2 separate regions of the Zea mays genome follow, and region 1 is linked to region 2. The links are chromatin contacts, called in public Hi-C maps. All regions are on one chromosome and are shown on one strand. Each heading gives the region's core, a stretch centred on a gene start, on an enhancer-like site or on the middle of the called end of the contact. The rest is flanking DNA. Distances are from core to core; before and after follow the strand shown.

The links. Hi-C and Micro-C count contacts between places; a contact is called where the count stands out from the background.
Region 1: a contact with region 2 is called in a Hi-C map of leaf, with 6 times the contacts expected there. The contact joins the promoter of LOC100381815 here to the promoter of LOC103632861 in region 2. A contact is called at or near these places in 4 of 25 Hi-C or Micro-C datasets (bundle sheath, leaf and leaf mesophyll).

What each region holds. Positions count from the first base shown.
Region 1 is chr1:27,984,869-27,990,905 of Zm-B73-REFERENCE-NAM-5.0, forward strand. It overlaps LOC100381815, which reads right to left and starts at 2,761. Exons shown (of 20, transcript NM_001361543.1): 1 at 2,345-2,761; 2 at 2,138-2,251; 3 at 1,990-2,055; 4 at 810-899; 5 at 619-738; 6 at 501-529; 7 at 258-400; 8 at 82-176. The coding sequence starts at 2,437.
Region 2 is chr1:27,589,554-27,595,306 of Zm-B73-REFERENCE-NAM-5.0, forward strand. It overlaps LOC103632861 (Outer arm dynein light chain 1 protein), which reads right to left and starts at 2,876. Exons shown (of 11, transcript NM_001352077.1): 1 at 2,287-2,876; 2 at 702-959; 3 at 360-602; 4 at 123-272. The coding sequence starts at 2,748.

The DNA of each region.
Region 1 (6,037 bases), core at 1,511-4,010, 400 kb after region 2:
GGGTAATTGAAGGAATAGGCATCCCACAATGTCTTTTACGTCTAAGCTGATAAAAGACTGAGCGATATAGAGTAGCCTTACTGGTGAGTTCTTTATCTCCTGCAGAAACTCAGAAAGTGCTGCATCAGCTTGCTGCCTTATCTCATGGCTGGAATCACTCAGCATATTGAATAAACCTGCAGTGGTGGTGATAGAAAGGTTGTTGAGCGATCAATAGAAGTATAAAATTAATGCACTTGGAAAAAGGGAGGGATTACCATCGAGAAAATCAGGAAGGAAACCAAGCATGTCAATATCAGGAACACTGTCTAACACTGTTATCCACCCCACCAAAAATTGTCTTACATAAGGATTCAGCACATTCATGCGCTCTCTCAAAAGCGGTATGAATTCTTCTATGCTAAAGAGCAAAAGCAAGATATGGGTCCAATCAGAAATCAACATTGACATTAAAACAAGCAAGCCACTAATAAGGAAAAGGCAAATCATACACGGCATACCTGAACTGGTCACTCTCGGTTACGATATCCTGGTTGATATAGTTATATTATCAGGGATAATTAAGAAGAGAAACAAGGACAAGTTGTAGACATATGAGTACAGTCCAGATGAATATACCTTGACAAGCCTGTCAAGAAGGTGAGCTGCACTTTGAACATTAGCATCGGAATCTGCAGAAAGCTTGCATAAAGCATCAAAAATTTTGTTGAAGTAGATGATGAAATCCCCTCTTACAACCTAAAGATAGAAATTCAATTAGTGTAAAGCAAACATACAAATTATGTTATATCACTGAACTAAATGATCACCTTTGCTATGTTGTATAGCGCTTCACAAGCATAGTAACGCACTCTGCTATCTTGGTCCAGGAAAGAATTAAGCACAGGAGGCACGATTTGCTGGAAGCACAAAGCGACAGAGTTTATTGTACAGTCAAATTGGCAAAACAGAATATAGTACAGAAAATATAATGTAAGCAATAATCATAATTCATGTTAACAGCTTCTTTGCTGGGTAGACATGTGACAAAATAATAGTGTGTTTGTATATGGTAACAGAAGCTTTGTATTAAACTAATAACTATATGATTTGAACATGAGCACACATTGCCATCTAGCATTTATCTCGATTCCCAAGATCTAACCACATCAAAGGAAAATTTTCTGTAGAGCCCTGCAATCTCCCTCATTGACCTTTCTTCCAGATCCACAATATCCATTTCAGTTGATGGCAAAGGTAAACCTAAATAAAATCCTACGAATTAATGTATGAATAACAACATATAGAACTAATATTTTCCAAGCATCAAATGCAATCTGTTAAAAGAATGCCAGAAAGGAAGTGTCTGAAAGTGGGAGGCCATATGCCCATATCTACAACCCGTAGAAGTTAATCCCTATGGTTGGCAAACAATTGACATTTTTGACAAAGTTTAAGTAAAACTTTAAAACTTTGACTACAAAAAACTTTTAATGTGTTCAGTTTAGAAACTTGATAATCATACGCATAGATTTGCCTTAAAAAATGCTTTCATAAAAGAATAAATGTGTTAGGATGTTCAATTACATTCTATTAACAAATAATGATCAAAGCTATGTTTTGGAGACCATGTCGTTCTCCAAAAACTCCAAGTATTTGCAAACCTTGGGACAAATATTTTCATGGTGAACCTGTAAGCATAATAATGTCCTTCAGCACTGTGGGAAATATGAAGTGCTTGAGACCACAAGAAATGAAGTCATTTGGAACCATTGACTAATAGAAGAACGCATGATCCATTGGTGAAGCTCAGTAAGGCAAGTTGACATTGGCAATTTCAACCCCGTAGTTGCCAACTTGCCATTTACAGATTATGCATGCAGGGTTTAAGGCAAATAGCCACATGTTTCCTTTAAGAGCCACAAGGATTCACCCAATACGCGACGACACTGCATAAAGTTGAATATGAATACACTAAATAGATAAGAGTTATCGCTTGCGCTAGCAAACCTCAAGATGCTGAGCTGCCTCACTGGTGAGTCCAACAGTAACTGCTGCAAGACCAATCAACCCACCCTGCTAACATCAAAATGCCACAGAACTCAACAAATCTGACCTCATAAGAACAGAGACATGAAGTACTGCAGTCTATGCAAACCTTCCGATGGTTCGTTTGTGGCGAGTATGTGAAATCGTTGGTGAGCAGCGAGATAACTGCTGATATCCTCTCATGCTCCCCAGCCATTGCAAGCTGCTTCACAATCCCCTCAATCTGTACAAAGGCCACAGCAACAAAAAAAACAATCATCTCAAATCCCTGCCGATTGCTCTAAGACCAAAGCCCGCGAGGAATTGAATCCCTCACCTCGAGCGCGGCGTTTTTCCTCTTCTCGTAGAGCTTGTCAGAAAGGTTCCGAAGCACGGCGCCCGGGATGATGGATAGTGCGTCTGCGGCCATCGCCGGAGAATCCACCCAGGAGATCCCCTGCCCCGCCGCCGCTACAGCCTCCCTATCTCCGGCGATCGCCGCATCGGCCGCACCCGCCGACCCACGGCTCCCGCAGCCGCGACAACCCTAACCCGACAGACCAAGGTCCAAGGCGATGAGCACCAGGAGCAGGGAGGCGAAACCCTAGAGACCTGAGCCCCAACCCGAGCTCGCTCGCAGCAACAGCTCGAGTCTAGGAATGGATTTGCAGGCGGAGGCGACGGTGGTGTGATCTGGAGGAAGAAGGGATCCGAGCGCTACCGCTATTTTTTTCTTCTCCGAAAGGGTAACGTTTACCGTTGTGGCAGCCATTAACGGCGCCTGTTTCTCGTGGGTGATGGTCCAGAGCGGAGGCCAGCCTGGCAAGTGGGACCGGGCTTCATGACCTTGACTGTCAGCCGAGCAGCGCAGTGCGTGGACCAGGTGTATCCATAATCCATGCGAGGGTCTCCGGTCGTGTCCGCTAATCCGCTAGTTCTCTCTCCAAACTCATGCTAAAGTTGTACGCAGCGGATAGTATAAAATAGAGTATTTATAATTATACCGTTTATTATAAACTAAAGTTTAAAATAAAAAAATGTAGTAAAATAGAGTACTTATAATTATACAGTTTATTATAAACTAAAGTTTAAAATAAAAAATAAGAAATAAAATAGGATAGCGACTGGAGAGACCCAAAGCGTGTTCAGCTCGAGGTGAGGGATCATTGAAGACCGGACGCAACGATCCTCACGATCGTTCGGATCGGTTTAGTTGCCTGATCTTGACACAAATCCTAATAAATAAATAAATATATTTTATTTTCCTCGCTATAAAAAATTTTCTAATCTATCTCTCATTCTACAGTAAGTTTATATTTGCTTCTTTTCTCTTCGGATTTTTTTCTCTATCGCAATATATAGTCTACGTAGAATTTGCTATTACATTTGCTTTCAGTTTATAAAGTAAGATCGTATAAAGTTGTTTGATGAGTGTGTTTGATTGGCTAAATAAATTACTCCCTATGTCACAAAATATAATTCTTTCTAGCCCATTCTTTTCGGTCCATATTTATTTAAATAATAATAAACATACACGTACATGCAAATTACATTTATTTCTATATATTAAACGCGGGAGCAAAGCATGCACACCATTTAGCCACGTCACTTTAATTAATTCCCGCCATCGGATCGTGAATCAGCGCTCTTCATCAACAGACTCCTTCCTTAGCGATGTTGCGTCCGGCGTCCGGTCCGTGCTGGAAGCATCCGGACATCCATTAAAAAAAGTAAATCTGACACCTTGCTTCCTCCACTGGAATAGTTGGACGAAGGAGTCGAGGCGAACCCGCCTAGAGGAGCCTAGGCGAAGGAGGCGACGTGCAGGTGCTCCCCCTCCCTCCCTACGTGTCTCTTGCTTTTTCAGGGACGACGCATTCCTCTATACCGCGCCTTCCCTCTCTTCGTCGGCAACCAGGTCGCTCGTCGTCGTCCTCATGTCAGACCTCATCTCTGCCCGACCGCCACGTTGGGCCTCCTGTCGCCACCAGTCCACCACCAGCGCCAAACATGGCCATCGACGCCATTCATGGTGGGCGTCGCCGGTTCTTACTGCCATTTGCTCCCACACCAGGGCCACACCAACATACTCTCTAATGCATGCATGGTCGCCAACATGGTCCGTCGTCTGCCACGTCTCACTCTATGTGTTGTTGCTTGTCCCAATCCTCCATAAGCCAGTGCGACGCTTTGAAGATTTTGGTGTTGCCTTTGGACTTTGCTGAAGACTTGGTCCACGCACGCAAGCTGTTCGACAATACGCCTCAACAGAGTATGTTATCGAAGTCATGTCGCCATATTGCACATGACCGTGTTGTCCGGCGCATGCACGGTCACAGTCATGCTTAGCCACGCTCCATACTATACGTTGTTGGTCCTCTTCATCCTCCACCGGCTATGCGGTGTTTCAAATATGGCATTCTTTGATATCGTACGTTGTACTTTACGTTCTGCATTTTTTTTCTAAACGCCACGTTGTTTAACCACGTTAGATAATTGTGACTAACTTTTGTACATTATTTGTGTTGTAGGTCAAGGACATCTACACACTCTCAACGACTCTTTGAAGAAATACTGAAATATAACAGAAAAAGGTATTTTTCATTATCACATCAGCTTTGCCACTTATATTAGTATTTTTTCTCATTGCAATTGAATGCAAACTAAAGTTTTCCCTCACCTCTATGTCGCGTGATTTTTTGGTATTCTATTGTTTGTGCTGGTAACTTCGGGAAAAAGGTTCAAAACAGTATGTATCCAAATATCAGTTTTAGAATTAGGCCTTGTTCGTTTGTGTCGGATTGCACCCGGAATCGTTACAGCTAATCAAAGTTTATATAAATTAGAGAAGCAATCCGGTTAGGAATCGTTCCGACCCACCAATCCGACACAAACGAACAAGGCCTTATAGTTTACCATTACGTTTAACCCTTTCCTCTCATTGCACAAACATCCTTTTTTACTCCAATGTATGTCCTATTTATTTATCTCCAAACGACTGCAAACTAGCTAATAATTCCTCTCATTTCTCTGCCACATGGACATTACGCTACTGCAATTGGAAAAACGGCACCAAGACAAATATGTATCTCAATCGTAGTTCTATATTTCATGATTATTTTCCTTATATGATAGTTACTTCGTGTTTACATGGTACATACCTCTAGAATCGTTTACATGTTCCAAAGCACATGTGTGTTTTAATGGTTTCGACTTATAATCTTTTGCTTACATATTGCCTCTACAATCAGAATTAGTCATGAAAAATTCAAATAAAAATTCAAATGCTCTAAAATAACCACTATCATAAAAAAACTCGACATGCGGGGGTAAGACAGCCTCCGGGCATTGTATTAAGAAGAATACATTCTCAAACAGACCGAGAACACCCCCGAACCCCTACTCCACCCATACACAGCGGCATCGAAGCCCACGTGAGAACGACCAAGACCGGGGCTGAGCCTTAGGCCTGTGCTTTGGCGTGGGATAGACAAGGGGATTTTTTAACCACAGCCTGAAATTTGCTCACACGGGGAGTTGAACTTAGGACCTGAGGAGTGCTACTCAGACACCTAACCAACTCAGCTAGAGGCCCTTTCGCACCACTGTCATAAATTACCGAGTCTTTTTTAGCAATAGTATATACATGTATAGATATCCATGTTTTTTCCTGTCAAAAAAGGCTTACATATGTACAGTATTATTTCGTTCATACACGCATTTTTTGATAAAAATCATACCTTCTACCATCAACCTTTGAAGTTCTAAAGTGTTTATTGTATATGCTCTACAGAGTTATGTATGTACGTATGCATCTTCAACCTTTTGAAGATAATTTGTATAAACATAACAACTAATTAGTTTTATATGTTGAAACGGGCAAAAATAACCGCTCTCATAAATTACCGAGCTTTGTTTAATTACTATTGTTCTACCTTCTATGATATACATGACCAACTTGCTTAATTGTCACTTATATTACAGAATGTATATCTACATTTTGCAAATGATATGACATTATTATCACGTG
Region 2 (5,753 bases), core at 1,626-4,125:
AATCATCTATGCTTAAGGAGAATAGTAACAGAAAAAAGTTCCAACCAAGGAATCTTGATATATGGTGCTACATGCAATGACGAATTTAGTGCAACTGGCATAATGGAACAACAGGTACATACCATCTTCAAATTCAATATGTCTTCATCTTCATGATCATCAATTGCAGGAAAATAAAATCCATAACCAGCAGGTTGATTTTGCCTGCATGCAAACAATACTTGCTTTTCCCAGTATTCTTGTGTGTTCATACCTTTATCATCTAGCTTCAACTGAACCAGAAAAGGCAGGAACAAACTATTATGACGGGGGAAATTTAAGAAACAAAAAGAGTCCAATATTTGAAGTCAAATACTTACATTCTCTGGATTACGAAAAAAACTGAACACATGTGCTCGATACCACCGGGCACAGCAGATTGGGTTGCCTTCCAACCAGAGGTTTTGCAACAGAGGTAGAGTGCCGAGGATTTCCAATTCTGAGAAAATTGAGATGATATTGTAAGAGAGATCAAGCCCCATGAGTGACTTGAGATTTTCAATCCCGTTTACTGTAGTTAAAGCATTATTTCTCACAACAAGTTTTACGATTCGACTGGAAACCTGCAAGAAAGCACATGTAACTGTAGATACCACTAATGAGTGTAATCGCAATAAGCTAGTCTGCAGCGCAATGTTCAGGATTATAAAAGAAATGCTTACCTCACTCAAGGATGAAATCGAACGCAAATGATTAAATCCGAGATCCAGATTTCGCAACTTTGTACATTTCTGCAGATTGTCCACCTTTGCAAACTTGTTGCGACTAAGGTCCAAGGTTTCAGTTGCAGGTAACAATTGCAACGACTCGTCCATGAGTACTACACCATTAGATGCACATGAGACATATGAAAGTTTGCTCCATACAGGGGAGTCCTTGATATCCATGATTCTACTCGCAAAGACATGCCTAAGAGCATCCTGCGGTAGCATGAAAGTCAACTAATGCGAGTTTGGCCAAAATATTCACATGACATGGAAGTGCTTAGAAATGAAAGCTGGATCCAAATAACTACTTGAGGAAGAGATGATTAATGCTAGTATGCTACTACTCTTGCTAGACGAATTGTTTGGTGCTTGCTGAACATTTGACAATATACCACAATCCAATCAAGTTACAGACACCAAAGCTGCAACCAAATACTAGAGTTTTCCACATGCATGCTCAATTTTGTTGCATATTACATCAGCCAACAAAGAACATTACAACACAATGTACAATGGCTGATATCTGAGACTTGTCCAAGCCACATGGAACAGGGAATAACAGAAAAGCTAGAGGAAGAGATGTCATGTGCTGTTCAGGAAGCATTGCTCCCTTGATACTCCCTCCATTAAAAAAATTATAAGACGTTTTAGTTTTCTTGATACAGTGCTTTTATTATGTATCTAAACATAGTGTATATCTAGGTGCAAGTTATGAATCTAGAACCAAAACGTCTTTATAATTTGAAACTGAGAGAGAGTAGTTTTTAAGGAGACTGTAAATCTCGAACTCTTGAACTCTATGAATAGTAAATGTCAACCAAAATTGTCTTCATAACTTGTAAAAGAAAGTAGAAGATGCATGCAGCTATACAGATCACAATGTGTTGTGTCCATCAGGAGGCCACGTGGATGAAGGTTTTTTATGCCAAAGCTTATTAATTAGACCGTGAGAATAAATATATCAAGCGCAGCAGGGATGGTTGCTGCAGTTGCATAAATGGTATCTGCAGCACAAGCATTGATATAAATAAAGCCCTGCAGGTGCTCAGGACTTGAGATGCTCTGCAAGACGCCAAAATCTATTTAACTCAGAGAAACCAAGTTCATTTCGAGTTGAGTAAAGAGTGGTTGATGATGACTTAAAATATTATTTAAAAAAAATCCATAAACATGACCTCAAACTATAATAAACATAAGTACTAGAAGGCATCTTAGCACGAATATCAAATTGACTGACGAAATGCTGAGTAAACACTGAACAGAATCCGATCGCATCCTTGGAATATAAATCAAAAGTGTGACCATATTCGTCCAGCAAACAGGTTAAAAGTCTAAGTATTGAAGCAAATAGGATAAAAGCCATGGCGCGTTACTAGCTGTAGATGAACCAGAACAGCAAACTGTAGTTACAATTTGGCAGTTCAGAATAGCTCATGGTAGTTGAGGATCATAATTCATGAGTAAGGCCTGTGGTCACACAGCGAATTGCCGCAAACACCGAATTCCAAAGGAAATTGTACGTCGGGTGGCATAAACGCACCGTAGAATTGAAACAGACGAGCTTCTCGAGGGTGTGTCGGAGCTCGAGAAGGCCCCTGGCGGCCGAGGTAGAGAGGTCGCAGCCCCGCAGCTCGAGCACGCGCAGGCGCGCGAAAGGCAGGATCGAGAGCGGCGCGGGGTCGCGGCGGGGCCCCGGGGCGACGACCTTGAGCGAGGTGAGGAGGCGCAGGATCCGCCGTAGCTGCTCGAGCGCTCGGTGGTCGCCAAGGTCCGCGACGTAGGCGCGGAGGTAGTCGACTGGGGCGCCGGCGCCCACGGCCTCGAGCTCCCGGAGCGCCTCGAGGCGGGAGGCGACGTAGTGGAGTCCGACGGGGTGGAGGCGGAGGGTGACGGTGCCGTCGAGCAGCGCGCCCGCGTTGCGCGCCACGAAGCGGACGAGCAGGTCGAGGTAGTGGTCGCCGGTGACCGGGGACGCCGGGGACCCCGCGCGGGGCGTGCCCATCGGGATCGAGGCTAGGGTTTGGGGGTGGGAGCGCGCCGGCGCATCCGCGAGCGGCGGGGCGGACGCGAGAGGAGGTGGAGGGTGGAGACGGGACGGGGGAGGGAGGAGGATGCAAGCGGACACGCCCCCGCGGTGGTACGTATGATTGGGGGACACGCGGGCTAGCTGTGGTGCGGTGCTGGAGAGGGAACGGAAGGCGACGCGATGCAGATGTACGAAGCAACCGCGGTTTGCGATCCGCGGTTTCGTTCTCCAAAGACTTGGTTTGTTGGAGCTAAACGGACGGAATCGCGCGGGACGGACGGGCGGCCGTCTGGATCTGGCGTGGGTTTGGCCGTGTTTTGCAGTTTCCGGCGCTGGCATTGAGCTGCGTGCGCGGTTACGGCTGTGCGCGCGTTGGCGTTTTGTTGGGCCTGTAGGCTGTAGCAAAAGAGCCGCGAGTTTGGAGTGTGGTGGCTGGCGGCTTGGAGCGTTTTTCTGGGTTGGAGCGCGGATCGCCAAGGCCGTCGTCCGATTCCTAGCTCTGGCAGTCTGGCCCATCGTTGGCTTCACTAATCACTACTATAGGCATGCCGGTGAATTTTTTTTGGCATTTTGGAATTGGATTGTTCTAGAGTACTTAGCTTCATTTGATCCACCTAGTTTGTTGGGTGAAGTTGGGCTTGAGATTAGGATTTAATCTTTTGCAAGAAATTTATAAAAGCCCAATTCACCCCATCTTGGACATCACAAACCTTTCAATTGGTATTAGAGTCATGTTCCTCCTATATTAGCTTATCCGTTAGAGTAACGATGTACAATGGGAATGAACCTCTTCCATGTTTGATGGTGACAATTTTCCATATTGAAAAATTTGTATGGAAGCATACTTAGAGGTCATAGATATTAGAGTTTATTGGGCCGCCACCCAAGGGTCTCCCTAACCTAGAGATCTCGCAAATCTCTTACGTGTGAGATTAACTATGAGAAATGTAATGCAAAGGCTAAGAACACTCTTTTTAGAGGCCTTTGAAAGGAAGTTTTCAATAGCGTTAGAAATCACAAAGAATGCTCTTACTCTATGGTCGGACATTTGTGCCTTACATGAAGGGGCTAAGTGCAAGTGTGAGGAACATTACCACATTGTGATGAAAAAGTTAAATTCTTTTGTAATGCTTCGAAATGAAAATGTCAATGACATGTACTCACGCTTAACTATTTTTGTAGAAGAAGTGAATGACTTGGGGCTCACACAACTCACACAACTGGATGTTGTGAGGAAAATTCTTAGTGGGTTGCCCATCGAAAAGTACAACCGCATTGTCACTGTGCTTCATCAAATGGATATTTCCATCACCACGCCAACTCAAATATTGGAAAGATCAATGTTCATGAGATGTACATGCACATCAATGGACAAGATGGCTCTTCTTCTAAGAAGAAGGATTTAGCGCTCAAGGCAAATCAAGAGAAGAATTGCAAGGACAAAATTCTGATAAATGAATAAATATCAAGTGATGATGATTTCAACGATGCCAAGATTGCTTTGTTGGTAAATAAAACTACAAAAATGTTGAAAAAGCTAAATCGAGAAGGCATCAAGTTTGAGTCAAGAAAGAAGAAATTCTTCACTAGTAGCAAGAGGAAGCCAATCTCGAAAATGGATTAATATAACTATGAAGAACTTGGCCATCTTGCTCATCGATTTACCAAGCCCAAGAAAACAAGTTCAAGGGCAAGAAAAATGCTGATAGTGAAGATGAAAATAAAGAAAAGAAATTCTTCAATAGAAAATATGGCAAACAAAAAGAAATTCCACAAGAGAAAAGGTGGAAAAGCATACATCGTTGGTGATTGGCTCGCCAACATTGAATCCACAAGCGGCTATTCCTCAAGCGAAAAAGATGGTGAAAAGGTCGTCGACATCGCCCTGGATTTCTCTTCACCACCACCATCGCTGTCACCACTACACACCTATGCCTTAAGGCTAAAGGTGATCGGAAGGTAGAAAATTATATTTCTAGTGATTGTGGTAGTGATAGTGATAATAAGTATGTTTCTCCTACTTATGATGAGCTAGCTGATTTTCTTAAGGAATATACTCAAGTTATTAGAAAAGATAAGGCAAATGTGGCAAGCTAAAAATGAGAATATGATTGCTAAATATGTCATAGTAGTGAAAGATAGTGATGAAATGAAAGAGGAGAACTGAAAGTCGCCTAGAGGGGGGTGGATAGGCGGAATCTGAAATTTACAAACTTAAGCACACACTACAAGCCGGGGTTAGCGTTAGAATAAATGTTAAGTCCGGGAGAGAGGGGAAAACAAATCAACCAAGAAATAATGCGGATGAACACGATGATTTATTTTACCGAGGTTCGGTTCTAAAGAACCTAGTCCCCGTTGAGGTGGTCACAAAGACCGGGTCTCTTTCAACCCTTTTCCTCTCTCAAACGGTCACATAGACCAAGTGAGCTTTCTTCCTTGATTTCCCGGGTCACTTAGACCCCGCAAGGACCACCACACAATTGGTGTCTCTTGCTTCGCTTACAAGGCTTTAAGAGTAAGAATGAGAGAAAGAAGAAAGCCAACCAAGCAACAAGAGCAACAAAGAAACACAAGACGGTCTTCTCACAAGTCCTAAAATACTAGAGTTGAATTGTGGACTTTGATTGGATCGGAGGCTTTGATTTGTGTCTTAGAGTGTTGCACTTTGCTCTTGTATTGAATGGAGAGTGTTGAATGCTTGGATGGTTAGAGTGGAGGTGGTTGTGGGGTATTTATAGGCCCCAACCACCAATTCAACCGTTGGGGCAGGCTGCTGTCGATGGGCGCACCGGACAGTCCGGTACACCAGCCACGTCACCCAATCGTTAGGGTTCTGACGATTTCGACCGTTGGAGCTTTGTCTTCATGTGGCATCGCACAGTCCGGTGTCGCACCGGACAGGCACTGTTCACTGTCCGGTGTGACTTCTGGCGGCTGCTCTAATCTCTGCGCGAACTGTCTGCGCACTGTAGCTTGCA